Linked DNA regions of Mus musculus: region 1 is linked to region 2. A link is a contact called in public HiChIP or PLAC-seq data. All regions are on one chromosome and are shown on one strand. Each heading gives the region's core, a stretch centred on a gene start, on an enhancer-like site or on the middle of the called end of the contact. The rest is flanking DNA. Distances are from core to core; before and after follow the strand shown. Region 1 overlaps Tead1 (TEA domain family member 1). Region 2 overlaps Parva (parvin, alpha).

Region 1 (3,377 bases), core at 553-3,052, 340 kb before region 2:
TTCTTATGCAGTTCCACGCCAGGCAAGCCCTCAGCCACTGAGCTATATCCCAACCTAGTCCACATTCTTCTTGCATCTCTCTCACATGATCACGGCCTGCATCTGGGGCCATCCCAAGTGACCAGATCAGTCTTCTGAGGCCGCTGTAAACGACTTGTCTGATGTTGGTGCTCAGGGCAACACCAAGAGCTCTTGGTAGACAATGAGTGAGGACAGCCAGCTGAATTCAACTTCAGGGTAAGAGGGGGCCGATTTCTCAGCTGCTTTATTTTCTAATGTGACAAAGGAAAGACTTGGAGGTGAGGGAAGAGGGAGGGGGCTGAGTTTACTTAGGGAAGAAGAGAGGTTGGAGGAAATTAGAAAGAGGATAGAATAATGATTCTCTGCTTGATTAAGTGTTTTGTTTAAAGAAAAGGAAAAGTCACCTGTGAGGTAGACAAGCCTGGGTGTTGTGTGTTGGTGTTTGAGATGTAGCTATGGTCATCCTTGGAGACTGACCTTAAATAATTCAGTCCTCCTACGTCCCAAGTACTGTGATTACAGATATAAGCAAGCATGCCTGATCGTGTACTGACTTTTTTATACTTAAGTAAAAGCTTCATGGTTACTTTTGATGCACACTTCCAGCTAAGCTCTGGGTCGTCCCCCCCCCTCTCTGTGTGTGTGTGTGTGTGTGTGTGTGTGTGTGTGTGTGTGCTTGCATGTGTTTGCATGGATGCATCTGCTCCTCCTTCCCTCCCTCTCCACCTTATTATTCTGAGGCAAGGTATATTCGCTGCCTAAAGCAGCCTCGGGACCCTGAGGGATCTCTCCAGCACTAGGGTTATAGACACACACCCCTGTGCCCAGCTTTCCATGTTGGGGCTATGGTCTAAGATCTAAACTCAGGTCCCCCTACTGTTTGCTTGGCAAACACTCTGCTGACTCAGCTACTTCCCAGCTCTTAAAAAGCTATGTTTTGAGTGTTTTACTGAAAATCTCGTTCAGGGGGCTGGAGAGATGGCTCAGCAGCTAAGACCACTGGCTGCTCTTCTAGATGTCTGAAGTTCAATTCCCAGCATTGATAAGATGGCTCACAGCTGTCTATAAGTAACCCAATGCCATCTGGCATGCTGGCAAACATGTAGACAAAACTCCCATACACATAAAACAGACAAGTTCAGAAGTTCTAGCATATATTTTACAGACTTACAAACATAACTTGTATTCATAATTCTTTGTTTAAAAACACTGAGGAGGAGACCCAAACAGACACAGTGGGCTGAAGAGGGGACATCAGTGGAGGCTGGCCATAAGGGACAACTGAAGGCCACCTGAGTAGGGCTCAGACTATGAGGGAGCCCCTGGCCCAGGTGCCTAGCCCTCTTGCCACACTGTCATAGTTCAGTTACTAGGTCCCTGCCTCCAGCTTGGCTTCTCTTACCAGCCATCCTCTTAGAGCAAACTATAAATACGGTCTTTCCAGAGAAGCCTAGTAAATGTTCTCCCTAGGCCCCTGAGCAAATGTTCCCTCTTCAGTTAGGTGACACAGAGCTATTCCAATCATTGCCCAGGGTCTACCTCCATGGAACTCTTCAGGGTAATCCAGATAACCACTCTTGGTTGGCTATTCTTTCTTTTCTGAGCCCTGTTTCCTGTCTACTGCAGAGTCTTGGCTGTGGGAAATTGACAAGGGAATTAGCACAAGGCTTCCTATTTCCCAGAATACCAGCTCCATGAAGTCAAGGCCTAGGCTGTACCAGATCTGAAAAACCCCCAGAGGCCAAGGGAAGCATCATTCCCTTGCTTTTAAAGTTCAACAGAACCTTTTCCTGCCTGTGAAGATGAAAACAGGCATAGAGTCTGCATACCTGGGGGATGATTGAGCTTACAGTCACTCCGAGAAGTAGCCAGGAGCAGCGGCTGACCTTTAGAGCTGACACTAACACCTTTCAGGGGGCTACTCATTGAGAATGTGGCAGGGGAGGTACAGTCACTTCTGTGAGTCTTCTGCTCAGGTAAACACACATCAGGAACCAGAACTATAACTGGAATGCTGAGATGTCCTTAGCCTTCTGCCCGAGGCAGGGATGGCGATGGCAATTTCTCAATCTATACTCCATGGAACAGCGAAAGGGCAAAGTAGAACTAAGGGTTTGAGAGGGTGGGTGTCAGATAGACTCACGGTTACTACTTCAAGGTTAGAGTTTCACTACGATGTCCAGCTTAAGACAAGTTCTGGTGCTGGAGAGATGACTGTGGGTGAAGCACCTGCCACAAGTGTAAGGAGCGAAGTCTGAATTCCCCGGTACCCACATAAATATGGGAAGGGGTGAGTGGTGGGCCCTTATGTAACATAAGAAGTAGAGACACGGGATCCTGGATCAAGCTGCATTACTAGAGTAGCCAAGTCAGTGAGTGCTGGAGTAAAAAAGAGAGATTGCGGCTCAATGTAAGGTAGAGAGAAATTAAGGAAAATACCCAGTGCCAACATCTGGTACATGCCCCTCCTCTCTCTGTCTCTCTCTCTCTCTGTCTCTGTCTCTCTCTGTCTCTCTCTGTCTCTCTCTCTCTCTCTCTCTCACACACACACACACACACACACACACACACACACACACCCTGGTTGGTTTTCTGTCAACTTGACACAAGCTAGAGTTATTAGGAAAGAGGAGCCTCCATCAGATTGCCTTGAAAGCAACTCTAGGGGCATTTTCTTGATTAATGTATTAATGTGGGAGGGCACAGCCCATTAGGAGTAGTGCCATTCCTGGGCAGGTGGTCCTGGGTTGTATAGGAAAGCAGACTGAGCAAGACAAGAGCGGTATTCCTTCATGGTTCTCCTTTAGTTCTTGCCTCCCAATTCCTGCCCAGACTTTCATCATGACCTGAGAATTGTTAAGCTGAAATAAACACTTCCCTCCCCAAGTTGCCTTTGGTCAGTCATGGTGTTTTATCACAGCAGACAACAGGGTTGCTGGAAAACCAGTAGCCTAAAAAATTCTCCCACTCCCTGGTCTAGAAAAGGAGAAGTAAACTGGCTGGAGGTGGAGAGATGCCGACAACTGCCTCACAAGAGACCCATATTGCTGGAAGGAGATAAGAGATGCCTCAAAGTTGTTCTCTGACCTTCTCAAGTGTTCTACCCTGCCACACACACACTTTTAAAGCAAACAGGCTTATGGCAAAGTGTACCCAGGAGGGACCCAGCTATACACATGCCACTTTTACCAACTCTTTAGGAAGACAAAGAAATGAGATATTGTTTTTAGTATTCACAGGACAGGTAGACAACTGCTCAACCCACTACACACTCCCACGGGTACCCCACTTGGATTTCTGGATATGTGGAAACATGGTGAGCAGCCTAGAAGAGGCATTACCCCAGAGTATAGACC
Region 2 (3,437 bases), core at 676-3,175:
GTGAGCCCATGGAGTGGAGCCAGGACTCATGTGTAAATGGAAGCAAAGAAGTGTCTTCCCTGGATGAGTTTTCAAGGCAGGTGATTAGGGAAGGAGACATTGCTGACTGGGGAGCCCAGTGCATGCATGCTTGTGTGTGTGTGCATGTGTGTGTTTGTCCAGGGGCAGGGCTGGAGGTTCAGGTTAGCAGCCTCAGTTCCCAGCAGAACTAAAGGAGGCTGGCAGAGCATCTCCTAGTTCTTTCGCATGGGACCTACCAGGGCACAAAAGACATTGGTGGTAGAGTGGGTGAAATTGGGGACACCCACTATTGTCATCACCCCAGTGATGTGTAGCTGTAATAATCAACTGTCAACTGGGCTGGGTTGGGAGGACACTAAGACTTTGCAGAATGGAGGGTCATTGGTTAGAAGCCAAAGAAGTCTCATGCATGATAAAGAAGAAAGATGGAGAACGATGACCAAGGAAGGCTGATATTCAGAGCCAGTGTGATCCATTTAAGACAGGGAAATGAAGCCACAGGCTGAGTGGCTCTCATGGACAGAGAGGCAAAAAAAGGCAGAGGAACCAAGTGGCAGGTAGACCACGTGAGCAGGGAGAGTCAAATTCAGCAGGCAGCCAGGGTGGGTGGATGGTCTCGATTTAGACTAAGATGCCATGGTTTTCAGGAATGCAAAGAACACCTCGGTTCCTAAAAGTCAAGTGTGGGTGCACACAAAGTACCCCAGCTTCTGGGGAGAAGGTGCTTCAGGGGAGGGTGGCCTAGGTGGACATATGAAAAAGCCTGAGACTTGGGAGTGCTGAGGTAGTGGAAGGTAGGCCCAGGTCTCCCAAAAAGCATGCAAGGAGTGGGTTAAGCATGGTGGGGAGGTTCCTGGCAGCAGAGCCAGGACTCTAAAGAGAAGGAAGTGGTTAAGGAGAAGTATGAGCCTGGCCGGAGACAGAGCTAATGTGCGTGCATGTGTGTGCACATGGATGTGTGTGTGTGTGTGTGTGTGTGTGTGTGTGTGTGTGTTGGGGGTGGGAAAGAAGACAGCAATGACTTGTGGCCAGAGTGAGGCTCCGTTTCATGGTGGGCCCCACACAGAGGGAAGAGAAGGCTGCAAAGCCTGCAGTTCACTTGTTTTAGAGCTAATTTTGTTTTCCAGGGTAATTTTGACCCTTGGTTCCTCCAAAAGACCAGAAGCAGGATTCAGTCACCTGACTGTTGGTACAGTCATATGCAGAGGTAGCTCAAGCTAAAAACCCAGCAAGGCCTGGTCAAGGGAAGGAAGGCAGAGGAGGAAAGGAAGAACAGAAAACAAGAGGCTGTCGTAAAGCCTACTTTATGACTTTCCCAGAGGCTTTAAAAAGGTATTTATGCTTCGGTAATCCTAGAGAGCCCCTGTAAAGGAAAGTGCGGGCCTGTCATAACACGCCCTGTTCAATGCTGCTCAGTGCCAGGTCCTCAGCTCTCTGTAATCTTAGAAATTCATTCGGGGACCAGGTAGGACCCACCAGGTTAATCTGCCATCCTGCAGCTGTGACAGCAATCAAAGCAAGGACAGCACAACACTCTCCACTCTCACTCTCGGGTCCCTCACATCACCCCTGGAGTCCAAGGCAGAAAGCAAGGCTGCCGGATGGCCCTAACCCACTGTCTTTCAAACGCATCTGGGAAAATCACTCGTGTGTTCCCTGCTTTAACCGCTGGTTGGATGTAGAATCTGACAGTAGCCTGCACACAAGTCTCCGGGGCCAAGCCTGGAGGTCCCTACTGTAGAACACAGGGCTAAGGATGCCTGGGCCTGGGTTAGAAGAGAAGGGGAGCTAGTTCTCAGCCTGCCTCACATTTTCTTCTTCATTTTTATCTGTGGGATCGGGTGTGTGAGAGAGGGGAGGAGAGAGGCCTGGTAACAACAGCTCCCCACCGTTCTTGGTTACTTACATCTGTGGTCAATTTTCCACACTTTATTCCATAAAAGGTAAATGAGACACGGTACTTGCAACAGGATAATCTAAACAATGAGAGCCATGTTACTGTTAAAAATCCATCTGGCTGACCACGCCCAACCCCACATTTTTAACTCCTTGAGGAAAGAAGGATGCCAAGGCAGAGGGGCTGGGACCCTTAGTCTGGATCTCTTCCTTCCTGTCAACCGAAAGGACCTGCTCTGAGGGCTCTGCCAACTCCAGTGTTCCTCTTCATTCTAGGCTGGCCATGGGCACAAACAACTTGTAAAACGTTTCTTCCCAATGCTTTGCTCTTCTTTCTCTTTAAAAGGAAACATTAAAAGCGAGAGAGAGAGAGAGAGAGAGAGAGAGAGAGAGAGAGAGAGAGAGAGAGAGAGAGAGAGAAGAGAGGAGCTTACACACTGTCCAAACTAAAGCACTCAAGAGCTCCTCCTTCCCGCCAGAGGGTTCATTTGCATAATGTTAATTTCCAAAGGCAACACGCGAAGCGAAGAAGAAGCGCATGACTGTTCTTTCCTTTTATTTGGGCTTACACATTTTTCTGGCCATCTGTTATCTGAGAAAATTGCAAACTCAAATAAAAGATGGGAAAATTTGTAAAAATCAGACGGTGTGGGATTTTTAAAATTCTTATTCTTACTCTTTGGGTGGGGAGCTAACGATGATAAGAGATTCCGGGAAAGCTTCGGATGGGTAAGGTCCCTGGAGAAAGGGAGCTGGGTATTTCCCGAGGTGCAGCGCTTCCCACCTGCAGAAGGAATTTGACCTTTGACCTAGAAGTCCGGAAATATTTTCATCCTTCAGAAGAGCAGCTTCTCCCAGCTCCCTTGGAGGGTATTAAAACCACCAGCATAGGTCTGGCTAATACACCTTTTAATTTTTAAAACCATGCTTGTTAGCTTCCATTCAGGTCACATGTTCCAGAATGAGAGCCACAGCAGCAGCAGCCCTCATTCGAAACCACGCCCTCCCCGCGGTGTAACCATTGGGCCAGCCTAAGGAATCCCTGTTGTGGGAATTGGTTTTCAGAGGCGCAGGAGAAAATACGCTCAGATAAGAAGGCCCCAACAAGACTGTCTAAAGTAACCACTGAAAATATTAATTCTGCACACCCTCTGTATAAAGAAAAATTTATTTTTATGTGTATGAGTGTTTTGTCTGCCTGTATGTCTGTGCCCAAGGAAGCCAGAAACGGTGCAGATCCCTTGAAAGTAGAGTTACTGACAGCCGTGAGCCATCGTGTCTGTGCTGGGAACTGAACCCAGGTACTCTGCTCTTGACCACGGAGCCATCTCTCCAGCTCCGAACTCTCCCCTTTTTAAAGGCATCCTGGGACTGGGAGGTAGCTCAGCCAGTGGAGTCCTTGCTTTGCATGAGGATCTGAATTTGATCCCCACATCCCATGTAAAAACTAAGACACCCTGGGCACAGAAGTGGGCGTTTGTTATCCCAGCCTTGGGAAGCAGGGACAGACGGCTCCTCGA

Evidence for each region. HiChIP or PLAC-seq counts read pairs in DNA pulled down with a chosen protein or histone mark.
Region 1: a contact with region 2 is called in an H3K27ac HiChIP or PLAC-seq map of trophoblast stem cells, with 12 read pairs. The contact joins two enhancer-like sites. A contact is called at or near these places in 1 of 484 Hi-C or Micro-C datasets (cerebral cortex), 6 of 115 datasets of contacts at active chromatin or transcription factors (embryonic basal ganglia, embryonic hindbrain, embryonic stem cells and 1 more) and 1 of 9 other capture datasets (embryonic stem cells).

What each region holds. Positions count from the first base shown.
Region 1 is chr7:112,845,871-112,849,247 of GRCm38.p6, reverse strand. The region is part of intron 4 of Tead1 (TEA domain family member 1); the gene reads right to left. Among named protein-coding and RNA genes, the nearest start is that of Rassf10, 110 kb to the left of the region's middle. Within about 2 kb of position 1,802, at least 2 of the 459 cell types and tissues checked have an H3K27ac peak or open chromatin away from gene starts, as enhancers often do. A contact at or near this core is called in trophoblast stem cells, where this site is marked.
Region 2 is chr7:112,501,594-112,505,030 of GRCm38.p6, reverse strand. The region is part of intron 1 of Parva (parvin, alpha); the gene reads right to left. Among named protein-coding and RNA genes, the nearest start is that of Parvaos, 32 kb to the left of the region's middle. Within about 2 kb of position 1,925, at least 71 of the 459 cell types and tissues checked have an H3K27ac peak or open chromatin away from gene starts, as enhancers often do. A contact at or near this core is called in trophoblast stem cells, where this site is marked.